4 separate regions of the Mus musculus genome follow, and all the other regions are linked to region 1. A link is a contact called in public promoter capture Hi-C data. All regions are on one chromosome and are shown on one strand. The core of a region is the stretch at or near the end of the contact, and the rest is flanking DNA. Distances in the headings are between cores, read along the strand shown.

The links. Capture Hi-C pulls out chosen DNA fragments and counts their contacts.
Region 2: a promoter capture Hi-C map of liver shows a contact between it and region 1. The contact joins the promoter of Slc27a5 here to the promoter of Zscan18 in region 1. A contact is called at or near these places in 3 of 39 promoter capture datasets (cranial neural crest, frontonasal cranial neural crest and pre-B cells), 2 of 484 Hi-C or Micro-C datasets (Sertoli cells and nephron progenitors), 2 of 115 datasets of contacts at active chromatin or transcription factors (embryonic stem cells and epiblast stem cells) and 3 of 9 other capture datasets (adipose tissue, liver and pancreatic islet).
Region 3: a contact with region 1 is called in a promoter capture Hi-C map of adipose tissue. The contact joins the promoter of Chmp2a here to the promoter of Zscan18 in region 1. A contact is called at or near these places in 5 of 39 promoter capture datasets (cranial neural crest, embryonic stem cells, frontonasal cranial neural crest and 2 more), 1 of 484 Hi-C or Micro-C datasets (forebrain), 6 of 115 datasets of contacts at active chromatin or transcription factors (bone marrow-derived macrophages, embryonic stem cells, epiblast stem cells and 1 more) and 2 of 9 other capture datasets (adipose tissue and liver).
Region 4: a contact with region 1 is called in a promoter capture Hi-C map of adipose tissue. The contact joins the promoter of 1810019N24Rik here to the promoter of Zscan18 in region 1. A contact is called at or near these places in 3 of 484 Hi-C or Micro-C datasets (CD8 T cells and cortical neurons), 1 of 115 datasets of contacts at active chromatin or transcription factors (epiblast stem cells) and 2 of 9 other capture datasets (adipose tissue and pancreatic islet).

Annotation. Positions count from the first base shown.
Region 1 is chr7:12,778,616-12,782,039 of GRCm38.p6, reverse strand. Zscan18 (zinc finger and SCAN domain containing 18) reads left to right here and starts at 1,368. Exons shown (of 7, transcript NM_001017955.3): 1 at 1,368-1,468.
Region 2 is chr7:12,996,249-12,999,860 of GRCm38.p6, reverse strand. It overlaps Slc27a5 (solute carrier family 27 (fatty acid transporter), member 5), which reads left to right and starts at 1,669. Exons shown (of 10, transcript NM_009512.2): 1 at 1,669-2,483; 2 at 3,421-3,612. The coding sequence starts at 1,799.
Region 3 is chr7:13,033,431-13,036,586 of GRCm38.p6, reverse strand. Chmp2a (charged multivesicular body protein 2A) reads left to right here and starts at 1,810. Exons shown (of 6, transcript NM_026885.3): 1 at 1,810-1,952; 2 at 2,545-2,758. The coding sequence starts at 2,591. It overlaps Ube2m (ubiquitin-conjugating enzyme E2M), which reads left to right. Exons shown (of 6, transcript NM_145578.3): 2 at 1-21; 3 at 115-153; 4 at 272-375; 5 at 682-745; 6 at 833-1,467. The coding sequence ends at 973.
Region 4 is chr7:12,960,002-12,963,233 of GRCm38.p6, reverse strand. 1810019N24Rik (RIKEN cDNA 1810019N24 gene) reads left to right here and starts at 1,417. Exons shown (of 2, transcript NR_166501.1): 1 at 1,417-1,545. Gm29638 (a long non-coding RNA gene) reads right to left here. Exons shown (of 2, transcript XR_391162.4): 2 at 1,347-1,747.

The sequences.
Region 1 (3,424 bases), core at 119-2,618:
CATGAAAATACGTTCAACATTATTGGCCATTAGGGAAATGGAACTAAACTACAATATGATAAGTATACTCAGGACAGCCAAAAGACTGATAACCACCCAAACTGGCAAGACTGTGGAAAAATGGACTCATACATACACTGGTGGTTAAGTGTAAAACGGCACAGCTCTAGAAAAGGGCATGGCAGTTTTCCATTGGTTTAGTTTTTCACATTAAGCTCATGCTTACTATATGACATAGCAACTGTGTCGTGAGTAATGTTCACACAAAAACGTGAACATGAATTTTCATAGCATTTATTAAATATCAAAAAATTGGAAGCAAGCCTACAGCCTAACTGGTGAATGTTTAAACTTGTATATTACTAAACTTTAAGCAGTAACAAGGAACAAACTCACACATACTAATGGATTCCAAAGGAATTACATACAGCGAAAGACATCTCAAAAGGCACTGTACTATAAGATTATATTTATATGAAATCCATAGGAACGAATCTGCACTGGGGGCCCACACAACAGAGGTCAGAGGTGGTGGTGATGTGATTGTTAAAAAGGAGTAGTGAAACCATCTTGATCGTGGTATTAGTTAAAATTATCAGAACAGAATAAAGTGTTTTTTGTGTGTGTAAATAAGGAATAAAAACGTTTTCGGTGGTAAGCAGTTCAGCTACACATTTTAAAAACCATGTCAGACGAACAAACTGGCTTTCAGAAGCTCTGCTGTGGAAAGCAGCTTCCTTCCCATCTCTGCAGGAGCAGCCTCCTCTTCTTCCTTTTTGTCTTGTTGCTCAATCAAATCTACCAAAAATCTGGTGAGGTGTTTGAATTCAGTTTACTCTCTGAAACCTTAACTGTTTTCAGCCAGTCTGTTCAGTGCCTTCCTCCCAGTCTCTCCCTCTCTGAAGCCTTGCCTCAGGGTTGTGGGGTTTTTAGCTCTGTCTGCCCACAGTAGGTCTGCGCACTTGTTTCTTGACTGTTCATGGTCTTGAGTCTTCATTTGTGCAGGATCCCCATTTTAAGTCTCCATCTCCTCAGTTTCTCTGTCTCATCTCTGGACTTGTAGACTAGATCTTTACTGTCTTTGGGTCTCAAGGTGCCTGAGAGTTTTTGTTTCTTAAGCCTGTGTATTTCAGTCTTTGTCTCCGCCTCTCAGGTTCTGGTGGTCCTAGGTTCCTTTTTGGGGGTGGGTGGGGGTGGGGGGGGTGGGAATGTACGATTGTTTACTCCGTTGCCATGGCATCGGAAGTGACGCGGGCGCACGTGGAGGCGAAGCGGAGACAGCCTTTTCTGATTGACTGGCGGTGCGGTCACAGCAGCTTCGCCCCGCCCAGGTCTGGCGAACGGCCCCGCGGCACGCTGGGGGTCGCAGTTTACGGCGCTGCAGGCCGCGCACGCGTATTGCAGCGGGCCGCCATCGGCGCTCGGTGTTCGAGACTGCGCAAGTGAGAGGGGCATCGCTGCGCAGCAGGTGGGTCGGGCCGCCTGGCAGCCTTCTACGCGGGGCCGTAGGTGTTTGGCTGGTGTACAGGGTCGGGCGGAGGGATGGACCTGCCTAGTGTGGGTTGAGCCAGGAGCAGAGACCCTGGGGAGGGGGGGTGTCCCACCGTGGCAGTGTCGCCGCAGGTGCTATGCCGCGGAGGGGAGCTAAAAGCTCTTGCGTGGGGATGTGGCCTTGGGATGTGGCCTTGGCTGCGTTTGAATTTGAGGCTGAGAGAGCAGGACTGAGCAGGCTTTTGGGTGGGGGTGTGGCCCAAGAGCGCTGTAGGCGACTGTAGCAATGCCAGCGTGTAGAGCGGGCACCGTGTGAGTGAGGCGTGGGATGAGGCAGGATTGGGGGTGTGGCTCTAACGTGTGGAGTGGGAAGTACCACGTGTTCCCGGGATTGTGGCTCGGTAACGCAGTACGTTAGTATTGTGTCGGAAAGAGGTATCTGGAGGACAGGTGGGATGTGCGAGGGTCTTGGGTTGTGGTTTCCAGGTGTGCAACGGACAGGGGGCGAGGTTAAGAGATCCTGACTGGGTGAAGGCCCAGTGCTACTGCTTCTTAGATGCAGTTTGGGGTAGAGTCCACCGGACCCTTCAGGGTGGGAGAATGCTGCTGAGGAAGAGAGGAGGGCATTAGGTGAAGGTGGGTGCAGGGTTTGGTAGGGATGGGAAGTCCACAGAGGGGAAAGATGAGCGTATAAAGGCCAAGGAGGGTTTGGGGACCCCTGTCTTTGTGTCCTGGAGAGGCAGGGTTGAGGGTATCCGTAGATCCATGGGGGTGGGAGAGTAGGAAAGTGGGGGAGGTTTCTAGGAGAGATTCCACTGGACTGAGGGGTAACACGGGGCTTTAGAATGCAGGGGTCCATTCTGTTATGGGGGTAGAGAACACTTTTGGGCTTCTGTGTAGGGACCCCTTTCACGGAAGAGGCGTGAAAATGGTGTTTTAGGTGCTGTCCTGACCGAGAGGGCTTGGAGAGGAGCAAAGGACATTAGTTTTCCCAGTACTACTCTATGAGGGGCAGGTAAGAGGTGTTGTGGACCACTGCGGGCTGGCTTTCCAAGGTCGTAGAAGTCCTTCCTACTGTTTGTGCAGAGTTGGTTAGTGTTGTCCCATTTCCTTGCCTTTTCTTTTTTCCTCCTCCACTGCTTCCATGCTCAGCCCTCCCCTCCCTTATGTTGCTTTGTATCTCAGCCAGCCTCTCAGAGTCCACAGTGAATGTTACAAGATCTTCCTTCCACATTCTGGCAGTATCCTGTGGAGGTTTTCTCTCCTGCTCTGGAGCCAGAATAAGGCCCAATATCGAAGTGAGCCTTTGTTTATCTTGATGTTTGGGTCTGTGAATTTGAGTTTGTCTGTTTGTTTGTTTGTTTTTGGCAACCCTGGTCAGTTTGTTTAGGACATCTGTTCGACTTCGACTCTGTGTCGCGTCATATGAGAATATAGGGCATATTCTTGGCAGAGATTACAGAAAGCAACTCTTTTAATAATGATCCATTGTGTGTGCTTTTGCATTCTTTTAAAGGTCATTTGTATTTTTTTGTAATTTATGTTAATATCTGTGAGTACAGGGGAGACTGAGTGATTAATTTCTGACGTCCCAGTGAGATTAGTGTTCATCATCATCAGATCCTAGTGGTTAGAAAAGGTTTACAGGGCCTGAGAAGGTGGACTTGTTTTCTGCTAAGGCAAGAGCTGCAATGAGGATTTTTTTTTGGATTCTCCTAGCTCAGCTGTCCACCCATCCACTTCTCTCAGTTTCAGTATTCAGGCCTAGAATGTAGCCCTTAATACTTGCTTGACCCATACTTCTTTGTCTCCTGAAATCTGCAGGCTGGAGTCCAGGAAAACCCATCCAAGGGAAGTTTTGGGCAGCCATGAAATGGTGGGGTCATTCTGCATCGTGGTGTGCCACAATCTCTGTCTTATTTGTACTGGGAGT
Region 2 (3,612 bases), core at 420-2,919, 220 kb before region 1:
ACACAGACCATAGTAAACTCACTTATTTAAGACCAGTCAAAAACAAACATGTAGTGGCCACAACATTTATAGATTTAGAACAGACAGACAAAACTTTCCTCATCTTCCCCAGCTATAATTTCAAGGGAGAAGCAACTAGTTATCTGCTTAATCCAATTCTCACGGGCACAGCAGATCTGTAGTGTGACTAGCTGCTGCCTTCCCTACTGGAGAAAGCTGCCTACCAGCCCAAGCACTGTGTTCTACAACCACATTATTTCACTGTTCTGGTCTCACTATGGTAGTGACAACATGGAATGAATTAAGACTAAGCCAAGAGTAGATGGCAGATGAAGTTTGGCCCATTTCTCTGAATATGAAACACAGAGCAACAATGAAAGGAAACAAACTACAGACACAAACGGACAGACATGCACAAACCGCCATGCCAGGGATAGCCAATACACTGGGGGAGGAGAGAGAAGAGACCAGATGTCCCACCAGCAGGACCCATGCCAGATGCCCTATCAAAGGAGCCCAGGAGGCAGATGAGGTGTCCTTCAGTCCTGTCAGACTCTAAAAGCAGTCCTGCCTCCAGCCTCCTTCAGTGAGTCAGTGGTGTTCTCAACAGAACCAGAAACAGGCTTACCTCTGGAGGTCTTGAACAAATCAGGGGCCGGGGTAGAGTGATTGGATTCCCCGCCTGTGCACACCAACTCAAAACAGAAAACAATTGTTTTGTATCAAGTCACTACTGAGAGGTCAGAGATGCAGAAGAGACTCAGGAGTTGAACTGTGACCTTGAGGCAGAATGTTACAAAACTTTTAATTCTCAAAACAACAGGCATCTATGCCAAGTTACACTTACAGTTTTCTACCAATCAGGATTCAGGGATAAAGGACTTTCTTAGGGACATTTCCCTATGTGGTACATTTATCCTGGCCTCACTGATTTATTTAACTGTGGTGGAGCGACTTACCTAGCATCCAACTTACCAACCAGGATGGCAGTTACCTAAGGGGGTCTTGGACCTTAAACGTTACTTGACCTTTATTCAAAATGCAAGTTTTACTGAAAATGGCTTCACCAAATCTCAATCCACAGGGCTACCAGAAGAGCAGGCTCATAGTGGAAAGCATAAGTATGTTTAAATCCAGATGATAAAGGTGTTCTAAGTATTTACTGAGTTGTCAACTGTCTACCTGACAGGCAGCCTGTTTCCATTCAGAGCAAGGGCTCAGCTTCATAAGTCAGGCAAATAAAACCACAGGCTGAGCTGGGCGAGGTGGCATATTTAATCCCAGCACTCGGGAGGCAGAGGCAGGAGAATTTCTGAGTTCTAGGCCAGCCTGGTCTACAGAGTGAGTTCCAGGACAGCCAGGGCTACACAGAGAAATCCTGTCTCAAAAAAAACAAAAACCAAACCAAAACAAAAACCCCACAGGCTGTGTATCTTATCTGGCTTTTTCACGTGGCTAGAGTCAGGCAGGTCTTATTCTCTCTCTCCCTCATATCCCATACCTAACAGGAGATGGAGACAATGCTGGCCCTGGAGAAGAGGATGGCTGGTGGTGTCCAAGGGGGCGGGGCAGGCCGGGTGATCCGGCTGGGGGCTGGAACTGTAGAATTCCCAGCCAGTAAGAACTAAGTAACAAAAGGACAGAGTCCATGGGTCACATTCAGTTGCTGATAGTACTTGGTCATATTTGGGAAGTGGGTAGACAGATTTCCTTAAAGGCAGGTAGTTAGGGCTTTGGAGCACTCATCAGAGCTAAGAGAGACTACACGCTCTCATCTACTTCAGAAAGAGCCAATGCCATGGGTATTTGGAAGAAACTAACCTTACTGCTGTTGCTGCTTCTGCTGGTTGGCCTGGGGCAGCCCCCATGGCCAGCAGCTATGGCTCTGGCCCTGCGTTGGTTCCTGGGAGACCCCACATGCCTTGTGCTGCTTGGCTTGGCATTGCTGGGCAGACCCTGGATCAGCTCCTGGATGCCCCACTGGCTGAGCCTGGTAGGAGCAGCTCTTACCTTATTCCTATTGCCTCTACAGCCACCCCCAGGGCTACGCTGGCTGCATAAAGATGTGGCTTTCACCTTCAAGATGCTTTTCTATGGCCTAAAGTTCAGGCGACGCCTTAACAAACATCCTCCAGAGACCTTTGTGGATGCTTTAGAGCGGCAAGCACTGGCATGGCCTGACCGGGTGGCCTTGGTGTGTACTGGGTCTGAGGGCTCCTCAATCACAAATAGCCAGCTGGATGCCAGGTCCTGTCAGGCAGCATGGGTCCTGAAAGCAAAGCTGAAGGATGCCGTAATCCAGAACACAAGAGATGCTGCTGCTATCTTAGTTCTCCCGTCCAAGACCATTTCTGCTTTGAGTGTGTTTCTGGGGTTGGCCAAGTTGGGCTGCCCTGTGGCCTGGATCAATCCACACAGCCGAGGGATGCCCTTGCTACACTCTGTACGGAGCTCTGGGGCCAGTGTGCTGATTGTGGATCCAGGTGAGTGCCCTAGAGGCAGAAAGGATAGAAAGGGACAGAAGCAAGGGAAGTCAGACGTTTCTGGAAGCTAGGCAGAGAGCCTTTTGTTGTATCTATTCCCAGTCCATGCAATTAAGGGTCAAAATATAGGTCACCCAGAAAATAATTCTAGGGTTACCACTTGGAGACTTCTCTAAATCTTTCAATTTCATTTAAACAATTAATTTTTTTTTTTTCGAGACAAGGTTTCTCTGTGTAGCCCTGGCTATCCTGGAACTCGGTATGTAGATCAGGATGACCTTGAACCTACAGAGAATGAGCTGCCACTGTCTCCCTATTGCTGGGAATAAAGGTGTGGGCCACTATGTTCAGCTTTATTTGAATAATTTTTTTTTTTTACCAATTATAAGGTTTCTTTTAATTTTATTTTATCTATTTCTTTTTTCTGATCAAGGCTCAATCTTTTTTTTTTTTTTTTTTTTTTTTTGGTTTTTCAAGACAGGGTTTCTCTGTAGCCCTGGCTGTCCTGGAACTCACTTTGTAGACCAGGCTGGCCTCGAACTCAGAAATCCACCTGCCTCTGCCTCCCGAGTGCTGGGATTAAAGGCATGCGCCACCATGCCCGGCTAAGGCTCAATCTTTTAATTCTCCTTTTTATTTTTTAAACTTTCTTTCTTTCTTTTTATTTATTTATTTCGAGACAGGGTTTCTCTGTGTAGCCCTGGCTGTCCTGGAACTCTCTCTGTAGACCAGGCCGGTCTCAAATCACAGAGATCTGCCTGCCTCTGCCTTCGGAGTGCTGGGATTAAAGGTGTGTGCCACCATCACCTGGCATTATAGGGTTCTTTACCTAGGAACAAGAAAGCTTTTCTCCGGGATCTGCTTTTCAGTCTCTGGGTCTCCTTGACTTTGGAAGAAGGTAAAATTTGCCTCTTTTCTCCTCTGATGGCTCCTGTAGACCTCCAGGAGAACCTGGAAGAAGTCCTTCCCAAGCTGCTAGCTGAGAACATTCACTGCTTCTACCTTGGCCACAGCTCACCCACCCCGGGAGTAGAGGCTCTGGGAGCTTCCCTGGATGCTGCACCTTCTGACCCAGTACCTGCCAGCCTTCGAGCTACGATTAAGTGGAAATCTCCTGCCATATTCATCT
Region 3 (3,156 bases), core at 561-3,060, 250 kb before region 1:
CTGGTGATCTGTCCTGATGAAGTAAGAGTAAAACAGGGCAGGATTCCCAAGAACAGACCAGGGGTGGCCCCATAAGAGTAGGGTCTTCATTCACTCTCCCCCTTCCTCTTCCAGGGCTTCTACAAAAGTGGCAAGTTTGTATTCAGCTTTAAGGTGAGTCTCAAGTGTACAAAGGTAGCTCTGTGGAGAAGACTGGGTACAACCAAAACACCTTCCCATCTCCTTTCTCTTTTTACACCTTCCCATCTCCTTTCTCTTTTTCTGGAGCCAGGTGGGACAGGGTTACCCACATGACCCTCCCAAGGTGAAGTGTGAAACAATGGTTTATCATCCCAACATTGACCTCGAGGGCAACGTCTGCCTCAACATCCTCAGGTGAGGGCACTGCCTTCCTTTCCCTCCCAAGACCTGCCTTCCAGGTATCCTCAGCCTTCTGTGGACACTGCATCTATCTCTGTCCTTCCCTCCCCTTTATGGTCAATCTGTTTCTGTCTTAGTTGTTTTTCTAATGACCTGACCTTGGCTTTCTCTGTGTCCTGCCCTGTCCCGTATCTTCACTCTTAGATCTCACACTTCAATGTTAAAAGGCCTTCTATGGGCCTAACCTGTTCAGTATTAGCAGGGCCTGTAGCAGCCTCCCACTCACCAGCCCCTGATAACCTTGATGCTCTCTGCCCACAGAGAGGACTGGAAGCCAGTCCTTACGATAAACTCCATAATTTATGGCCTGCAGTATCTCTTCTTGGTAAGTAGGGTTAGGCATTTGAAGCTGAGGGTTTGTTGGCCATCTGCCTCTCTCTTGCCTGTTGACTTCCACTTGTACCGGCCACAGGAGCCGAACCCTGAGGACCCACTGAACAAGGAGGCTGCTGAGGTCCTGCAGAACAACCGGCGGCTGTTTGAACAAAATGTGCAGCGCTCCATGAGAGGTGGTTACATCGGGTCCACCTACTTCGAGCGCTGCCTGAAATAGGGTTAGCAATTACCCATCCCTGCCAGGGTTACCGGCCCAGGCATCCCCTGCAAATATTTATTGGGGGCCCGGGTAAGGTGTGTGGGGTAGCCTTGGCCCCTGCCTTGGCCTTGCCTCTCTTCCCTGTCACCTGCCCCTAGTTATTTTTTTTTTGACCACCACGTGATTATGGTCGGTGCTGCCTCCCCCCCGACCTGCTCAGCGATGGGAAATGAATTGGCTTGTTTAGCGCCCCCCCCCTCCCGCTGGGTGCTGTCCAACTCCCCACTCTTGACTGTGGGGTAAGTGGGCAATGGGCCTGGGTCGCTAGGCCCAAGCAACCCACCCCACCACCACTGGAGGTCCCACCAGGCTATTAAAGGGGAATGTTACTGCATGGCCTCTGCCTCTTCCTTCTGTGGGGTGGGAGGTACAAGTGAGGTCCACCAGCGTCTATAATGAAGATAAATGTGGCCGTGGATTGGGTGGGACCACTCACTGGGATGAGGTGCAAGCAATGGAAGAATCGGCTAATTTCAGCTCCTGGACCTTACACCAACATAAGGGAGCCTACAAGTCATTTCCAGGCTTGCCCCTTTATGCCATGTGTGGGCCTAATTTGGTTCGAGCCAAGCACTTGCTAAAATGCCATTTATTAACTGCCCAAAAGTGGGTGGAGTATGGGCCTTCCAGAATGAATAGCCAGTCGAGCTGTGCTCCCGCCATGGGCCTGTGAGGCTGGCTTGGGTGGGACCTGTACCTTCTGCTGAGGTGCGTGGCCCTTTGCGCATGCGCTTCTGTGGCTGGCTGTGCGCGTGCGTCCTAGCACTTCCCAGCATTCCCGGAGAGGGTGGGTCGTGTGACGTCAGGTCGCTTAATCCGGAAACGGCGGCCGCAGCAGGGGCTACCGAACCGAGGGGTTGTCGTTGGTGGAGTCTCAAGGCTTCGGAGGGGTAGAGGCGTGACCCGGAAGCGGAAACCCATCGTTCTCTCGGCTCCGGTGAGTGGTCTCTGCTGAGCCGCAGGTCCCGTTTGGTAGGCAGCGTAGGAGGGGGCTTTGGGCCGAGGCATCGGATGCCGCGCGGTCCGCCTGTCCCTACCCACATCGAGGTCTTCACCTCTTCCTGCCCTCGGTACGCAGGCTCAACATCTCCAAGACCTGTTCAGTGTCTGTCACGTCCTGAGCCTGAGAACGTCACTCCTACGCCCGCGAGCCTGGTTTCCTTGGCATTCATGCCCATTACCCCACCTTAGGGCCCAACTTCACATTTCAGAACCTACTCCATTCTATCCTCCCTTGTCGAGGGGCCTCACAACTACCCCCTCCTCAGTACTCAATCACCTTGATGTGCCTACTCAGGTCTGGGTCCCTGGAACAGTTCAGAACCACACCCTTAAGTCAGAAACAGGCTTGCCCCATCGTCTGTGGAAGCAGAGCAGAGAGTAGAGTGGGTGTGCTTGAGTCAGAAATGTATAACTAGTTCTCACCGGCTAATCCTTTTTGACTACTCAAGCGTACCTCCAGTTTCTACACCCTATCTACTTATGTGACCCTTTCTGTCTTTTGCTGCCCTGGGCCCTGCACTCTACAGCTAGTTCTGACGGTTGTCCCAGACCTGCTGGTGGAGTCTTACCACCATGGACCTGTTGTTTGGGCGCCGGAAGACGCCAGAGGAACTACTTCGGCAAAACCAGAGGGCCCTGAACCGAGCCATGAGAGAACTGGACAGGGAACGACAGAAACTAGAAACCCAGGAAAAGAAAATCATTGCGGACATCAAAAAGATGGCAAAGCAAGGCCAGATGGTAAGTGTCAAGTGATATGGGACACGAAGCAAGGTGCCGTCTCAGTCATTGTTTTAAGGATAACAGTGAAACAGTGCTTTGAGCAAACTATCATGAAGGGTTAACAGTAATTTCCCAATTTGGGGTGTCAGGGAGGACCTCTTCACAGATAGTACAAGTGAGCTTCCAGAAAGCTAGCCATCACGACAGCCAAATGTTGCCAAGTCAAGTAGCAAACTGGGAGACCAAGAGAGCTAAGGAGTAGAGGTGGACCAGACACACAGAAATGTAGGTTGCAGTGTGAGCTGTGATGAATAGGCAAGAGTTAAGGATGGGAGTAAGGACAAGAACAATTGCTCAGAGGTGGTTATTTCCTGGGGCTGTGCCAGCAACATTTAGGTAGGGAATAGAAGCTGCAC
Region 4 (3,232 bases), core at 168-2,667, 180 kb before region 1:
CTCTCCCCCCCCCCTAGTCTATTTTCTTTTGGATGCCTGCCTAGTATGTTTTTTCTGGTACCTTGGACTTTCTTATTTTCTGAAACTTCTCTCCCTGCTATATCATCTCTCAAAAGGAAGGTTACGAGGCTAGGAAGATGGTTCAGTGGGTTAAGAGCGCTTGCGTGTACGTATACAGACCTGAGTTTAAACCCTCAGTACCCTTGCTGGTGAGATTGCTACCAAGCCCAGTGATCAGAGCTCAGTACCTGGGACTGGCTACTGTGGTTGTCCTTTGACCTCCACATAAATCTCATGGCAGGCACATACAAATAAATGTAAAATTAATATTATTTTTCTCAGGCATGGTGGCTCATGCCTTCATGCCTTTAACCCCATTACTCAGAAGACAGGGTCAGGTAGATAGATCTCTGTGAGTTCTAAGCTATCCTGGTATACACAGTCAGTATCAAGCCACCCAGAAAATTCACCACCAGACTACAAATCACAGCAGCTTCTAAGTGAGCTCAGAATCCCCAGGAGTCTCATCGAGGCCTGGGTGCTCAAGTCAAGGGGGAGTTCAGACTCAGTAAGTGGCAGAGGAGCCCCGCGGGTGAAATTGAAGTACTAGTAAGCTCTTCAAATATGCTAATAACTTTGGGTCAGAATCCGCTAAATTAGAAGGGCACTCCATGTCATTAAAGAAAGGATCTCACCGAACAGTGGTGACGCATGCCTTTAATCCCAGCACTCGGGAGGCAGAGGCAGGCGGATTTCTGAGTTCGAGGCCAAACTGGTCTACATAGTGAGTTCCAGGACAGCCAGGGCTATACAGAGAAACCCTGTCTCGAAAAACAAAAACAAAAACAACAACAACAACAAAAAAAAAACAAAAAAAAAAAAAACAACCAACCAAACAAACAAAGAAAAAGGATCTCAGGGCACTGGTACTTGCGGGGAATCTCTAAAAGGAGAGTCCTAAACGGAAGTTAATTTATATCCATGCCATATTTTTTGTTTGTTTGTTTCGGTTTTGTTTTTCCTCAATACAGTTTCTCTGTGTAGCCCTGGCTGTTCTGGAACTTGCTTTGTGAACCAGGCTGGCCTCGAACTCACCGAGATTAAAGGTGTATGACACCTCTGCCTAGCTCCATTCTCTACGTTCTCTACAATGCCGCTAAGTCAATGCCACGGAGAACAAAAGCTCGCTCCTCGCTCACCAGATGCCGGGTGGAAACTACATTTACCACAAGACTGTGAGGCTCTCTAGACTCTGAGCCAATCACAACCCAGATGAAAAGCTTTTTCTCAAAAAAAAAAAAAAAAAAAAAAAAAAAAAAAAAAAAAAAGCTTTTTCTCAGGCTGTGTGCGCAACGGAGTCGTGACTTTATTTTGCTCGCCAAATGGGTGGGATCTATAAGCCGAGTCCTTTCACTTAGTACACGCCTCCTTGGGACCGGAGAGGAAGGGTAATGGGGAGGACGGCACTTGTAGCCGATGCTTTCCATTTCCTAGTCCTTGCAGGCTTGAAGTCCCTGGGCATTGAGTCTCCGAGCGAGCGAGACGGTAGGCTCATATTCACGTCCTCTGGTGTTTTGCCTTGCTACTGGGAATCGTAGATTCACGTCAGTTTTAAGGTCCCAACGCCCCCACTACGCGTAATGCCGAGGGTTTCCCACTTCTGGAAAACAGTATAGAAAGCCGTTGGATGAATAGGGACTCCGTGTGCAACTGCTTGGAAGTGAGGCTGAGCTGGAGTGTTCAGGATCTGTTAGGGAGAGACCGGGTAGAGTGGTAATCTAAGAGAGATAGAGGGAGCCCCGGGAGTCTGGAAGGGTTGAAGCACCCTAAGCTTCCTCTGGCTGCCCAGGGGCAATGAGATGCTCGGGGTGAACTGGAAGAAGGAAGGGAGACTCATAAGGAGACTCTACCTTAAGTGTCAAACTTGTGGTTACTGAAGACATACTCCATGAGCACTTTTCTAATTATCTTTCTTATTTCCACATCATAAAATCTGGCTAGTTTAACAACAGATGCAAAGTTATATTGCTCCGACCTCCAAGTTCACAGTTTCAGTCAAGCTACAACCATCACTTATTCTTTTCTCCTTTCTCTCTCTCTCTCCCTCCCTCCCTCTTTATTCTTTCTCCCCTCCCTTCCTCTTCCCTTCTCCTCCCCCTAACCACCCCCCCTCCTGTGTGTCTCTTGCTTTCACTGTCTCAGTATTGTGATTACAGGCACACATCTACACATTTGGACTCCTCACACATCTGCAGTCACATGCATGTACACACATAGACCTCCTCAGAGATACATAAATAAACATTTTTTTTTAAAGGGAAGGGCATCTTTAACATGGTGGATGTTTCGTTGTGGCAGTAGAGGACCAGTTGACTGACCTGTGGTACATGCTATAAAGTCAGAGAAAGGGAGAAGCAACTTCAGGAGAAAGTATATTTGTGTATATATATGTTCAAAAGGTGACTAAGGCCCCTGGGACTGAGGCAAAATGAGATGAAGGTAGATTGCTGGTAAGGTCAAAACTTGTAGATGACTTTTTCTTTAAAAGAATTATTTATGTATAAGAGTACACTGTAGCCCTGGAGAGATGGCTCAGCAGTTAAGAGCACTGACTGCTCTTCCAAAGGTCCTGAGTTCAAACCCCAGCAATCACATAGTGGCTCACAACCATCCGTAATGAAATCTGATGCCCTCTTCTGGTGTGTCTGAGACAGCTACAGTGTACTGTATATATAATATAATATATAATAATAATAAATAAATCTTTGGGCTGGAGCAAGCAAGGCCAGAGTGAGCAGAGGTCCTGAGTTCAATTCCCAGCAACCACATGATGGCTCACAACTATCTGTACAGCTACAGTGTACTCATACACATAAAATAAATAAATAAATCTTAAAAAAAAAAAAAAGAATACACTGTAGCTGTCTTCAGACACACCAGAAGAGGGTATCAGATTCTATTACAGATGGTTGTGAACCATGAACTATGTAGATGCTGGGAATTGAACTCAGGACCTCTAGAAAAACAGTCAGTGCTCTTAACCACTGAGCCATCTCTCCAGTCCCCCTACCCCCTCTTTTTTGCCTTTCCATTAGCATTTTTTAAAAAGATTAATTTTATTTATATATGTAGGTACACTGTAGCTGTTTTCAGACACACCAGAAAGGGCATCAGTTCCCATTACAGATGGTTGTGAGCCACCATGCAGTTGCTGGGAATTGAACTTAGAACC